Regions from separate parts of the Mus musculus genome. Here regions 2, 3 and 4 are each linked to region 1. The links are chromatin contacts, called in public promoter capture Hi-C maps. All regions are on one chromosome and are shown on one strand. Each heading gives the region's core, a stretch centred on a gene start, on an enhancer-like site or on the middle of the called end of the contact. The rest is flanking DNA. Distances are from core to core; before and after follow the strand shown.

Region 1 (3,600 bases), core at 340-2,839:
CTCCGGTTGGTTTCATTCTTCTCTTCTCTGATAATGATCATACCAAATCTTCCACTCATTCTTGATATAGGCTAGGCACTGTCTGAACCCTGAAACTCAGCTATTTCACTAATCCTCAAGGAGAATCTAAGAAGGTAGGTACACATCAGGAAATAAGTGGTTGGAGGTCAAGATGCTTGCCCAAGGTCACATAGGTATTACACTGAGCCACCTGGACCAAAACACAGGCCATGGGAACCCAACAGTCTAACCGCCGTTCACTGACAGTTTTTCCCTCCTCTGGTTTCCAAAAAGGCACTTCATCTTTTGGCCCTCGCTTATCTCAAGGCTAGAAGCTCTCAATATCTAGGCCATAGCCTGTCTTGGGAGTGACAAGCACTGCCACACACTTCTGTTTAAGGGAACTTAGCTCCCAACCTGTCTCTTCCTTCCACTTCGCAAACTGTTCAGAAAAAGGGGGCTATGTTTCTGCCCATCCCCAGAGCTTTGGTCAGCCAAGGAAGAAGTAAGGCAAATTTCCCCACACCCAATAGAGAAAGGCGAGGACAGGGGATGGGAAGGCTCACCGAAAAAGTCAGGCTCACTTTTAGCAACTCATAGCATCCAGTCCAGCAGGGCTCCAGTACTCCGGCGCTAGGGGGGCAGAAAGGAACAGTCATCCCAGCCCTAGACACAGGCAGTGAGCAAAGCAGGCCCTGAGTAACCCTGTTCCAGGGAAAGCCCACAGAACGGGGACCCGTCTACAAACGCGCCAACCCCACCCTCAGATCGCGCGGGGGGGGGGGGGGAGTCAGGCCAAGTCCAGCTTCACAACGTCATGCCTATGATCTTCACTGGGCCCGACTACCACACTTGGCGCCAACGCAACCCCTGCTGCTGACCTTGGGCAGCGTGTGCCCTCTCTTGGGCCTCAGTTTCCACTAATGTCAGAGGTGCAGGGTAGAGATGACTTCCTTGGCCCGCAAGCGTCGGAGTAGGGACTAGGCGCAGGCTTCCGGAGGCCGCTCACGTGCGCTCTGCGGAGGGCCGGGCCCTTAAAGGGACCTGCGCCGGCGAACTTGGGTGCTAGCAGCCGGGGGGCCTTGGGGTCGCCGCTTCGTGCTGTCGGCTTCCTGCCGCCCCGGCTCGCTTCACGGCCTCCTGCACCTCTGCAACTTCAGACACGCTAAAGTTTGGAGCGGCGACGCGACGCGCGGCCACAGGCAGCGCTGCTGAAAGGTGAGGGCCCCGCCCGTTCCCCTCTAGTCCCACGGACCCCGGACGTTCCCGCACCCAGCACCGAGGCAGGATCCGCGCCGAGAGGTCAGGACCGCCTCCCCGTCGCTTTCAGGCCCGGGAAGCAGGCTGGGCCAGCAGTGAGTCAGACGCGGGGCAGAGGGCGGCTCAGGCCGCGGGGAGCAGGCGGGAGGGGATGAGGGGGAGCCCCGGCAGACACCCCGTCGGGAACGCCTCGCCTCTGGCCCCGCCCTCACCTCAGCGGCGGCCCCACGGACGCGGACGGGCGCCGGAGGAAGATAGGGGCTCAGTCGTGGAGCCTGTGTGCGCTTGCCCCTCGCGCTCGCTCCGCCCCTTTCGCGGCGGGACGTGACCGTGGCTGTGGGCGCGTGCGCTCCAGATTTGGAGGGCGGAGGCCTGCCCCGCCCCGTCTCCTTGGTAACATGCACGCCTCCCCCGCCGCCTCCCCCCCCCCCAGCTGGGTTGGGCCCACAACACACATTCCTGCTTCCAATGAAGGGGAACTCCTGAAGGTGATCAAGCAACAACCAACCAATACCCCAAGGTATCCTGGCCGACAGGGAGGGAAGGGAAGGCGCAGGGGTGAAGGCGGGCTCCAAGCACCGGGAAAGTCAGCCTGTTTGCCTGCTCCAGAAGCCCAGGAAGCCAAAGCGGGACTGAATAGTGTTTGTGCATTTTAGAGAGGATCCGCACAGCAATGTCGGCCTCTTACTAACTGAACCAGTCTTACTCTCGCCACCTTCCCTCAGAACCTTCTCAAGTCTGGCCGCTTGCTCAGGTCTTAACAGCTGAGGAAGCTATGGATAAACAAAAGATGCTCTGAACAATCTCTGGAGAATGCAAATTTAAGTGTCTTCACTCAGCCACCCATCAGGGATTCTCTGAGCATAGGGACGACCATCCCTCCATCCAACCTTTATTATGGAAACACTGAGTGAACCAAATGAAAGCCTTGGCCTCCGGAAGTTCACTCCAGGGAACACCTCTTTTCAAAGCTTCTACTTCACAGCCCTGGCTGTGGTTGCTGGGAGTTTCTACTAAGTTAATATAACTTAGGTAACTCCCAAGTCAAGGGTAAGCTCCTTCAATACAGGTTCAATCTTGAGCTAGGATCTGATGACCTATGAATCTCAAAGCACTGTACTGAGGGCACCTCCTGAGACGCCCAGATCTATGCTGGAAGTGAGGAAGGCCACTATGCTTGTAAACTTGGCTGTTTATAAATCTTGATGCCAGACAGGCTGGGCCAAGGACTATATTAGTACTTCTGACAAGATTGCTTTATGGAAAGTTGATCACCCAAAGAGCATATAAGATGACTTTGGAAAAAGCCAGCAGCCATGGGGTAACATGTGATCTTGAATGTCATCCACAAGACAAATGTCCCAATGCTGTAGACAGGCTGGTAAGAAAAAGCAGCTAGCTACTCAAAAGTCTTCAAAGTAGAGAGGGCAGGAAAGTCATTATAGCTATTTTACCGTGAACATCAAACATGGTAATGATTGGCTGCTTCGGGCAGGTGGGCTGTACACTAGATAGGGTTCTTGAGACACGAAGGGCACATGGCCCAGGTTCAGAGCACATGTTAATTCTGTCTCTCTGAAACTCATTAGCCTGTGTCAGGAAATGACTGTCAGGAGACACTCTTTCTTCATCCTGCTGTCTTGGCTCACTTCCCTTAGCCTGGGTGGGAACTCTAGAACTCAGTATCAGAGTTGCAGGTATGCCTGAGGAATGTCAGCACTCTATTGTAGGAGAGCCTGCAACTGGGAATCAGCCCACCAGACTTCATCTCCCAGTGCTTCCAACAATGCCGGCTATCAAGTGACCACCAGGGGGCAACAGACTCCTTGGCAAGGCCCTTTGTACACTCCTACCAGGTCTGAGACCGGCTCACCTTACATTCCCAGACCTCTCTCAATAGCACAGACCCCACTTAGTGTAAGCCCAGACTTAACCTTCCTCTTTCCCAGTAATCACCAACTGAGGTGCTTTAGTTCTGTGTAGACTGCCAGAGGGTATGTCCCCGGGGCGGCTCCTCTTAAACTTGCGGGGTTAGAGGGAACTGTCCATTTCCTCCCCTCCTCCCATTCCAAACCCTGTTAGAGCCCCACCCCCAACTCTGCCCGAGAATATCCACTCGGTGTAAAGTGCTCCCACAACTCCCATCCCCACAGTCCGTATGACTGAAACTGGTTTAATCCAGCCATCCAGCCTTGAATGGGCTGCCCCACAGCTGAGGACTTAACGGGCTTCAACAACTCAAAGTCAGCTTCATTGTTCTACCAAGAGCAGGACAAGGTACTCAACCCTCTTAGTGAGCAGAGACAGGAGAAGCCCAATGACTGACCCTGCCAACAGACC
Region 2 (3,600 bases), core at 541-3,040, 1.2 Mb after region 1:
TGTGCTAGAACATTCTGACCAAAGGCAACTGAGGGGAGGAGAGGACTGATTTCAGCTCACAGGCCACAGTTGATCCTTAAGGAAACTCAGCACAGGAACTTTTGAAGCAGAAACCAGGAAGGAACCCATGTTGCTTGCTGGCTCACTCAAGCTGAGTAGCCCAGGACCACCTGCCCAGGGAATAACACTAATTGCAATGAGCTGGGCACTCCTGCATCAATTAACAACTGAAACAATTCCCCACAGACACTGTGTCAAGTTGAGAACTGAAGCTGATTAGAACAACACCCAACGTAAGATGTGCACACACACCCCTGCACATATTCCCATACATATTTGCACATACATGAACACAGAACATACATATGCACACAAAAGAAGACCTCGAACTCAGAAATCTGCCTGCCTCTGCCTCCCAAGTGCTGGGATTAAAGGGGTGAGCCATCACCGCCCTGCTCAAAAATTCTTACTTTAGACTCGTATAGTGAAATAATATGAAATGAAGTATATAGGGAAAACTTGTATAAATTATATTTGCTTCAAGGTAGGAACCTGGAAGCCAGAGCAAGCAAAGAGAGGAAATCCTGAAAGACCTATGGAGACTTGGAGAAGTTCCACTCCCCTTCTCAGTCTCCACTGCAAAGGAACGAACTCCCTCTCACATGGGACGCTTCCCTTACCCAGCATTTAAGGGTCTGGTAACCCTGTGGAAACTATCTCCAGGAAAAGGTCACAGGTTGTCATCATGTCAGTCACACATATGCCAGTATTATGGAGCCAGATTTCAAATTTGCATGGGAGAGAGGGAGGGAGGGAGAGAGAGAGAGAAAGAGAGAGAGAGAGCACACATATGCCAGTATTATGGAGCCAGATTTCAAATTCGCATGGGAGAGAGGGAGGGAGGGAGGGAGAGAGAGAGAGAGAGAGAGAGAGAGAGAGAGAGAGAGAGAGAAGAGAAGAGAGAGAAGAGAGAGATCCCCAACTTCTCCGACCTCCTTAGGGAGCCTGTCAAACTGCAAGGAAAAGTCAGAGGTTTTTGACTTTGTCCTTTATCTCAGAACTATTGGGATGACTAACCATGAAGCTTGAAAAGTAAGCAAATTGCTTCAGATAAAATATAAGTAATACTAGCCATTCCCTAATTTTGCTTCTTCAAACTATTCACCAGAAATAAGGGCTGCTGGGAAAACTTGTTTTCCTGTTTTTATTACTTTGTGTCTAGGAAATTATAAGCAGTGGTTCCTTGCCCTTAGAAATCACCCAGGAGCTTTTTCAAACAACTCCGATGCCTCGTACCTCACATTCATCCCATTAAGTAAAAATCTATAGGATAGTGTCCAGGCATTAATGTTTTTTTAAAAGCTCCCCGGGTCAGTTTATGTGAATTGTTGAGAATTGTGCTTTCTATTGCCTTAAAATAATATACTGTGACCAGACTTAAGGTCTTTTTAAGCAACAATTTTTGAGTCTTTTCAACACGTCCGCGTCTTGTACAGTCTATGTGGTTGTGCTCACTAGTGGCATTTATCCAGCTCCCTAAACTTATCATCTTTCCATGATCGGTGGGGAAATACTGACGTTCGTTCTGGTCCCTTAAAGTAAACATCTAGTGGGTGTTTGGGGGGAAGGGTAGAGGACCCGCCTCTAAGACACGGAAGAAGGCGGTGCCAGGTGAGGCAACCCGGGTCCTAGGTCAGACCCCGCCTCTGGCATCGCCAGGCTCGGGAGCCCGGAACCGCTCCCGCAGCTTTAAGGCTGCGGAGAGTTACGGACTACATTTCCCACAATGCACACAGGGGCGGGCTGGGGCTGGCCAAGAGGCTGGAACCGGGCCTCCGCCACCAGAGGCCGGTGAAAGCTGTCTTCCTGCGCCGGTGGCCGGTTAAGGGTCGGCAGGAGAGATCGGTTCCTCCGCTGTGGCCATGTCTGTATCCTCCAGGGGCGGTAGCCCCGCGAAGTTGCACTCTGAGGCCAGGCACTGCTGGACACTTATATCTCCCCAGGGGTCTGGCAGAGGGCAGTGACTGGTACCCTCGGTAGGTCCTGTGTTTCCCCAAGAAACAGGTGAGTTCGACTGCTAACCCACGTGGCCTGGGGGCGGCGAGAGGCGGGCAAGCTGTCATCTTTAGAGGGAGGGGCTTGAAAACTAGGGGGGGGGGGTGTCCCGGCCATCTACTGCCCCGATAGGGGTACTGCGGCTCTTTGGGGTCCTTTAGCCGGCTGGTCCCAGCTAGGCACTAAGAAAGATGAGGCGAGAACTCATCCTTTGGCCGGGAGAGCAATGTCCCATAGGCAGCAGACACCAACCCCCAATTCGGACATATTCGGCCCACAGAGTTCTCTTTAAAAGGAGGATGGTGGAGCGAGGCAGGCAGGTCTGAAAGGGTGAGCCAACCCTTTCTAGGTAGAGTTTGCTTGGGAACTGTGAGCAGCCTTTGTCAGGAAGGGGAGTGGCCTCTAGAGGTGACAAGGAACTAGGCTCATTGTAGATCCTGGAGGCATCCTGCTGAAGCAGCCACATCACAGTCCCAATTGAGCCCTGACTGTCAGACTTTCTGAGTCGTCCTCCCAAGTGGACCAAAGGGGTCAAGATCAAATTTGAAGCGCTGTTAGAACAGGAAAAAAGATCAAGGTTGTTTGAAGCTAGTAAGGAGGGGCTTTTGCAAGACCCTCCTCTCTCAGGAGCAATCTGAAGGAGGGAGGCGCATTGGAAGGAGGGACAGCATCAGCTTTTTGTTTGTTTGTTTGTTTTTGTTCTTGGTGATTTTGTTCATAGGCTCTGCTAGAGGCTTCTAGGAAAAGTTGCATGCCCTGGGAGCACTTAGAGGAACTGCCTAAAAAGTGTTCCTGTAGAGACCACTGGAGCTGTTCTCAGACACCTCCCTTGCATAACGGCTCAGGACCAGCTTTTCCAGGAGCACTTGCTGCAGAAATCAAAGTCTATTGGAGGTGGGAGGTGGGCTTTATCTGCTCCACTCAGCCTTCTTGCCTGAGTGTGTGGGTATCCAGAAAACGGTTCGCTTCACCAGGCCTTCTGGTTGGAACCCCAGACTGACCTTGGAGAGGATAAAAATGCTATATGATCTCACATAGAAGGAGAACTTTTGTGGAAAAAAAAAAAAAAAAAAGCACCGGCTAGCTCTAGACAGCTGGCCCTGCTCCGTTCCCTGTGCAGGTCCTATGCTGGGGACACTCAGGAACACTGGATTTATTTAACCCTCAGAAGCACAAAAAGTGTCCTGAAGGAGCATGTTGTCAGGACGGCATAGCTGGTGTAGAACTTGTTTGGAGTTTGAAGGCAGAAGTACAAAGCCACAGAGAGGGCATTGTGCAGACCTAGGAGGTAGATAAATTTGGGAGAGATAGCTAGAAGCAGCTGAGAACTGGCAACCTGGCTCTGCAACTGCAGAGAAGGTAAGAACAGCTTGCTTGATACCGGGGAGGCTGAGGCCCGTGGCTCTTTGACCTGATGTCCTGGGGCAGGGGAGAGGGGGTCAGAAGGAGGGGTCCCTCAAACTAGAGCTCATGCTTCCTGAGGTCAGAAGTATGTTTGATCAGGTCATTCCTCAGGCCCTGGCTGACTGAGAAATCTTCTAAAGG
Region 3 (3,600 bases), core at 315-2,814, 1.2 Mb before region 1:
CCTCCCCTGTGGAAAAAGCCTGTGACATAGCTCCTGGGGTAAACAAAGACTCTGGGCACCACCATGTGGTTCTCCCATTTTCTACTTCAAAACCAAGGCATGCCGAGAGGAGACAGAAATGTTTCTCACCGAGTGTTACCCTGAAACTGAGCGAGAGGTAAATGGGGCAACCTAGCTCCCTTAATGCAGAGAGCCTGAGTCTCTAGCACTAGTCAAAATCATTTAAGATTTTAAGATGCAGTTTCCTTGATAATCCTAATGATCTGTCAGGTATTTTGTTTTTTGGTTTTTGTTTTTTTTTTTTTTTTTCAAATGAGGCATGAGCTTTGGGGAAAAGGGGTCACCAAAGGGTTTCCTTCTGCTGCCCTCTGCTTCCATTTCTGGGAAGCCTCTTACTAACTGGGTCATTTTCTACCACGGAGGAAAAAAGAACAGGACACTGGCAATATCTGTCGCCTGGCTCTGCCGTTCTAGAGAGAGCACAGGGCAGAGCGCTTGTGGCTGGTCATCTTCTATGTGGTGACAGACCTGTCTTTCATATTTCTAGTCCGTTGCCAAGCTTCTAAATGAGCTCCTGGATTTAAATGGGCCACACATTGTTCTCTCTCTAATCCAGTGCAATTACGAAAGCAGTTTTTAGATATCAATGTATAATGTAATCAATGTAATGAACACACATGTTTTTAAATGAAATAACCAGACATTTTAAACAGGCTTATTAAGATGCGTCTATACCCACATGCTAGAACTTCCTGTTGGAAACTGTAGCTTTCAATTGGCTAAAAGGATTAATAATTATTGTGCTCTGTCCCCTATGCACCACATATAAGAATCACCTATTATATCCAAATGATCTTATCAGCCCACTAATGATCTGATTATAGCCACACAGATAACCTTCATTTTGCAAATCCTAGTGACATTAAAATAATCACAGAAACATGCAAGAAAATAAGTGTGTTTCTAGGGTATACTGCTTCATCTATTGAGCTACGAACGGTTTCAGAATTTGTCTTCGAAACACTGAAAAAATGATCAAAGTATCAAAGAGTCACCTCCGTAGTATGGTAGGTTCATCTAGATAACGGAAGAAAGCAAAATAAGTGTCAAACACACACACCCAGAACATTTGCATAATTTATCTCAGGACCCAAACGTTCCACAGCCAAGTAACCCCTCACAAGCGGCAGGCTCCTCTGACTGCCAAGCTCGAGTAACTACAGGCTGGATCTGACCTCTGCCTATGAACACCAGTAAGCCAGCAGAGAAACATTCCCCAAGCTTCGACAGGCCACACCCAGAAATAAGCACCAGTTATTTTTAAAGTTAGCACAAACAAAATAGTACCTGCTCTTCGGCCCTTTGGCTTCTCAGCGTTGATAAATATTTCCGAATAGAGTGGAGAGGATACTTTTTCAAGTAAGAAAATCCGGACGGAGGCAATAAGTTCTCCATACTGAGGGGAAACCCGAGGGTCCTTGTCTGCCCCTCCCTGACAGCGACCAAATGCGACCTAGACACTTAGTCTCTGCTGCCTAGCCGCTCCTTTGAAGTGCCACCACTTTGCTGCAAACCGAGCAGGTGTCAATCTTATAGCTCCCCCTTTGAGTGGAAGTTCCTAGAGACAGCTGAGGGAGGCGGGTCATCTAGAAACCTCCAGAACTGCAATGCCCAGGAGCCAGAGGCAGGAAGAAGTTCAGGGCTGGCCCGAAGAATGTAAACAGCCCAGCGATAGCGATATGACTGACTGTCCTATTTTGAGCAGCAAGGCTCTGTTGCAAGCGATGTTAATATTAGCTAGCGGGTGACTTTCCATACCCACGGACTCTCGTGAGGTTTAATTTTAATTCTTCCGACAGTATTTCTGGTGATTCTTTCTTTCTTTCTTTCTTTCTTTCTTTCTTTCTTTCTTTCTTTCTTTCTTTCTTTCTTTCTTTCTAAGAGGGCATGACATGAGGTTTTCCCAGTTTCCTTTGAGCTTTCTTGTCATTACCAACACACACTAACAACCTTCAACTGAGCCTCCGCTCAAAAGTGTCAATTCATTTCAGCCTTGAGAAACGCTGTTTTAGAGTTCTTATTTTATTATTTTTATTCATCTCTCATATGTTACATCCTGACCACAGTTTCTCCTCTCCTCCCAGCTCCTCCACCCACACATTCCTCCTCCCCACTCCCCAGGAGGAGGAAAAGGGTCCCACACATAGGCAAAAGAGTCTGGGACAGACCCAGCTCTCAATGTTAGCATTTCCACATGAACCCGGAGCTACTCAGCCATAACATACATGCAGAGGACTTGGGGCAGACCCCTGCAGGCTTCCTGGTCTCTGCAAGTTCCCATGAGTGTATTGATTCTGTGGACCCTGTTAGAAGACTAGCACTGTTTGAAAACTAAGCAAATCACACACACACACACACACACTCACACACAGACACCACCCCTTCATGGACATTATGGGGTTGGCCAGCTCTGTGGACATTCATTGAGTTCTGTGGTGCATTGTGCTACGTGCCAGTAACCAGACACTTTGCATTTATTGGGCAATGGCTGCAAACAGATTCTTTTCTGAGTTAAAAGGCTTCTTGCCTTGAATCCTTATCGCAAAGCCACAGGCTGAACTCAGAACCATTAAATTTCCCCGAGGCTTTCTCCTGAGTATCTGTGAGAGGAACTGTTACAAGCACACTTCTAACTACTATAAAAAGGATTCATGCCTTCAAAAGAGGAAAAAGGGGTGGTGGGGGCAGGGGGGTAAAGAAGAACACAACAAGAGATCTGTTGTGTTAAAGGATATGAAATTATACATTTGAAAGTTCATTTTCTTTGGGATCTATAGAGGTCACAGGGTTTGTCGTCTAAGTCCTGAGCCACACTTCTACCCCCACTCCACCCCAACTGTGTGTGCATGTATGTGTGTGTGTATGTGTGCATGTGCGCGTGCACACATACACACACACACACACACACACACACATGCATATTTATACTAGTGTACATACCCATGCTGTCCCATAAGGCTAGAGGACTAATGTCCTGCTCTAAGGCTTTCTGCCTTATTCCCTTGAGATGGCTCCTCTCAGTGAACCTGGAGCTAACTGGGCAAGCCAGCAAGTCCCAGCCATCTTCTTGAATCTGCTCACCACAGGGCTGTAGTTACAGGAACAAGCAGCCATGCCAGGCTCCTCCGCATGCAGGTGCTAGGGATTCAAATTCTGATCCCTCTTCTGGTACAGCAAATGCTCTCACCCACTGAGCCATCCCCCAGCCTCCCGCCTTTGTTCTTTCCTGGCCTTTTAAGCCTTTCAGTAGCTCACACCATTTCAGCAAGGGACCATTGTGTGGGAACTAAGGTGGACAAACCATGTAGCTCAGAGGTGTGCTTCAAGGAGAAAAGCTAGTCTCTCTCCCCTCCAGTGAGAGAAGAGGTTGAGAGGAAATAGGAGTAGGCAAAGCTCCTGTCATAGACTTGTGACAGGACCTAGCACTCCTGGGTGGGGCACTTGCCTTCAGGGAACATACCTGATAGCCTGAAGCAGCGTATGCCACCCAGGGAGACCATCTGTCAGGCTGGCACGGGGCCCATGAGCAAGGTGATTTTC
Region 4 (3,600 bases), core at 740-3,239, 1.1 Mb after region 1:
CTAGGGAATAACAAGGATTGGCACTCACTCACTGCTTCTCAAGCAGGCTTTGAATAGCTCCTGCCCACAGCTGGAACTTTCCATGGCCTACTCCACACTGCTTTCCTTAACCTAGTTCTTAGCCTTTGGACTGCACCTCCGACAATACTTTCCCCAAGACACTTCCCTTTCTCCTCATGTGTCCAGACAGTACTTTACATTTTTTATCCTAACTGTTAACTCTCACTAGACTGAAGCTTGTGAGAACAGAATCATGAAAGTAGTCATTTGGAACACTTGAAACACAATAGACATTTAAATATTCATTTGCAAAATAAATAATTTATTACTGTTGTTGCTTTGTTTTGTTTTTGTTTTTCCTTTTTTGAGACAGGCCTTCTCTATGTAGCCCTGGCTGGCCTTGAACTCAGTGAGATTTGCCTGTCTCTGCGGGGATTAAAACCTGTAAGCTGCCATCACCACACAGGGCTGAATAAACAATTTTAAACAAATATTTCAGTCCCAACTAAGCTGTTGAGATCAAAGGCATGTCATGTATTGAAACTCACCTTTTGTCTGAACCCATCGTCTCACGGAAGAGCTAGCACACTGCTTCAAAAGGCTTAAATTTTCCCCTAGGGGTGGGAAAGAGAAAAATTGCAAATTTCAGAGATCACTTAATTCAAGAACCCTACAAACTGGGATAGAAACTGTGGCTAATACTTAACAATGACTAAAAAGAGGAAGGAAAAGGAGGCTGTCAACACTAAGTCATAATTGTGTTAAGAAGCAGGAAGATGAAGGTCACTTTAACATATTAAGATCATATATTCAATAAGAAACTCAAGAAGGGTGAAGGCTTTAGACACCTTGGACACTCCCACTACAATTACAAAGCAAAAAGCTCCTGATTTTCATAACCAAAGCAACGCTATTTATTGAGATGGACAATGATTAAAGCATTCATCCAACTGTCTTCGTTAATATAAAATTCAACACTAAAATTGTAACACGATCTCAAATTTTTCTGACAAAAACTTAGAAGCTGGAATGCTGATCTGATTGAAATTTACATATATAACACATCGCCTGATCTCAATTTATTTCAGTAAGACAAGACCAAACCTTGACTCGGCTTAATATCTGTGTATCAATAACACCTATGTCTTGGACCAGCCCTGATCGACAACAGGCCACCGAGTGACCCACAGCCTTTCCCCGGCCGATTGGCCGTAATAAAACATCACACAGCTATGATGCCTGTGATGTCCCAGAAACTATAGTTACTGCCATTTCTAGAATCTGGTCTTTTAAAGCAAGCACTTAACAAACATTCGTTGACTTAAAAAATAAGAGACATCTAGTGGGTCAAGTTCCGGGGTCGAACGGCTACGGCTGTCCCTTGTTTTCGCCCGAGATGCCCGCACCCACCTCCCAGGGAGGTTGCCCATGCCCACCTCCGCGGGGTATCGCAGCCGAGATGGCGGCGCAACTGAATCCGGCATTCAGTCCATCTTTCTTATCTTCCATCCATCCCTCCCCACACCCATTCCCAACCACCTTTCGCACAGCGAGATTCAGTTGGAGACTCAGGGCGATGATGGCTTAAGAGACTGCCAGGCGCTCCACAGCTCCGCACGACAGGGGATTCGGGACAACGTCCCAGCAAGAGACAAACAACTCCAAAGAGGCGGGTCGAGGACCGGGCTAGGGGGCAACCTATGAAAGCCAGCAGAGCCAGAGGCGAGGAGGGGCGCGGCCCTCAAGCGCTTGCTTAGTTTAGTCTCTTCAAAGACTCGGCTGAGCGGTCACCTCTGGCGGCTGACAGGCAGACTTAAGGGACAGCACCAATTGCAAAATCACTGGGGTGTAATGGACGGCAGCCGCACTCACCCCCACAGAGGGAACAAAGCAGGAGCAGTAGCGGCTCTGCGCCCCAGAACCTCCTACAAGGTTCGGCCGCTCCACAAAATGGCGTCTCCACCGACCGTCTTCTCCTACCCACAGTCCCTCGCGCGTCGACCTTCCCCCACCTCCCATCCTACCCGCCTCTCCAGAGGCGTCCAATCAGCGAGGGTGCCGGTCTGCGCGAGGGCTGCCGGGAAGTGTGGTCGCCCAGGCAGCCTGTCACTATACCCTGCGTTAATTTTTTTGCGTATTTCATCTGCTCCATGACAAAGCTGCCATTCAGCTTCTGAGAACCCGGATGTGAACTTTACCAGCGCTTGACACACTGTAAAACGTATAATCCAGTTCGTAGAGAAGGCATACTACGGATTACTTCCCTAGTCGTTTTACAAACATACAGAGCTAATAATTCGGTAAACTGGAAACTGAACTAGCTTGTTTTCAGAAGCCATGCCAGCACTAGAATATGAACTCCAGAACAATAGGGATATTTTGTTGTAAGACCCTGCCACAAGCAAACAAAACAACAATAAAACCAAGCCTGTGAGATAGCCTCATCAGGTAAGGCTTACTGCCAAGCCTAAAACCCTGAGTTCCATCCCTGCAATTCACAGGATGGAAAGAGAACCACGCATGAGAGTAGTCTTCTGATGTGGCAAACATGGATGTGTGTTCAAATACACCAACAATAAGTAAATGCAAAGCAGCCCAAATTCAAACCAAATCATCACCCAACTACACATTAAAAAAAAAAATCCAACAAAACAGACAAAACCCTAGAGGTTCCCCCCCCCCCTCTCTCTGCTTTTTGTGGAGATATTGTCATCCAGTTGCCATAACTTGTCCTCTGCATATGTAGTTATTAGGGAGCAGATTTCCCTCATTTTTTTTTTTAATTTTTCTTCCCTTCCCTCCCTTTTGTTTTCTTTAGAAAGGGTCTCTATAGTTCTGGTTAGCCTGGAATTCACAATGTAGACTGACCAAGATCCATCTCCTTAGTGTGGGACTGTTTCTGACCCTCCAGTTTTCACCTCCTTCTGGGATTACAAGTCTGATAAGAATAACGGTGTGCAGGAATTAGGGTGACTGAAACTGGCTAGAAATGCCTGATAACACAGCTGAAGGAACACATACTCAACATCTTTCTTTTGTATCTATGTATTCTCAGTATACAATTATGTAAATGTTAAGATATGCCCAATTATGGTTGAGTATATATAACACACTTAACCGCAGAAAATATACATTTGTCTGCAGATCATAGAAACCACTTATAGCAGGGTGTGGTGATCCATGCCTATAATCCCAGAGGTAATTGGATCTCTGAGTTCAAGGCCAGCCTGGTCTAAAAAGGTGAGTTCCAGGAAAGCCAGGGTGATATAAAGAACTCACTCACTGGTTGCTGGGATTAAAGGTGAGCCACCATGCTGCCAATTCAATTTTAAACTCAAAAGCTACTCCCCTATCCCTAGACAGATTCCATCCAGGGATGAATGGCATCCTCTCAATTGTGTCTGTCTGTTGAGTAGAATTGTTTTTGTGAGTAGATGGACTATATATCCTAGGCTATCTGGTAGTCGATGTACCAAAGACAATGGAAATTGTTCTAATTTAAGCAACACAAAAAAGCAAATATATTATTGAACAAAGTTTTAATAAAATAATCTTAAGTCTTTCATTTTAAAAACTTAAAAGCTGGAGATGGAGTGCTTG

What was found. Promoter capture Hi-C pulls out the DNA fragments that hold promoters and counts their contacts.
Region 2: a promoter capture Hi-C map of pre-B cells shows a contact between it and region 1, with 2.7 times the contacts expected there. The contact joins the promoter of Mon1a here to the promoter of Tex264 in region 1.
Region 3: a contact with region 1 is called in a promoter capture Hi-C map of liver, with 2.8 times the contacts expected there. The contact joins the promoter of Atp2c1 here to the promoter of Tex264 in region 1. A contact is called at or near these places in 3 of 39 promoter capture datasets (hippocampal neurons and liver).
Region 4: a contact with region 1 is called in a promoter capture Hi-C map of pre-B cells, with 2.6 times the contacts expected there. The contact joins the promoter of Rbm5 here to the promoter of Tex264 in region 1. A contact is called at or near these places in 3 of 39 promoter capture datasets (hippocampal neurons, liver and pre-B cells) and 2 of 115 datasets of contacts at active chromatin or transcription factors (both in embryonic stem cells).

What each region holds. Positions count from the first base shown.
Region 1 is chr9:106,684,363-106,687,962 of GRCm38.p6, forward strand. Tex264 (testis expressed gene 264) reads right to left here and starts at 1,590. Exons shown (of 6, transcript NM_001081654.2): 1 at 1,473-1,590; 2 at 567-633.
Region 2 is chr9:107,886,339-107,889,938 of GRCm38.p6, forward strand. It overlaps Mon1a (MON1 homolog A, secretory traffciking associated), which reads left to right and starts at 1,791. Exons shown (of 6, transcript NM_028369.3): 1 at 1,791-2,064.
Region 3 is chr9:105,519,693-105,523,292 of GRCm38.p6, forward strand. Atp2c1 (ATPase, Ca++-sequestering) reads right to left here and starts at 1,565. Exons shown (of 27, transcript NM_001253831.1): 1 at 1,348-1,565. The coding sequence starts at 1,455.
Region 4 is chr9:107,769,013-107,772,612 of GRCm38.p6, forward strand. Rbm5 (RNA binding motif protein 5) reads right to left here and starts at 1,990. Exons shown (of 25, transcript NM_148930.3): 1 at 1,873-1,990; 2 at 549-614. The coding sequence starts at 565.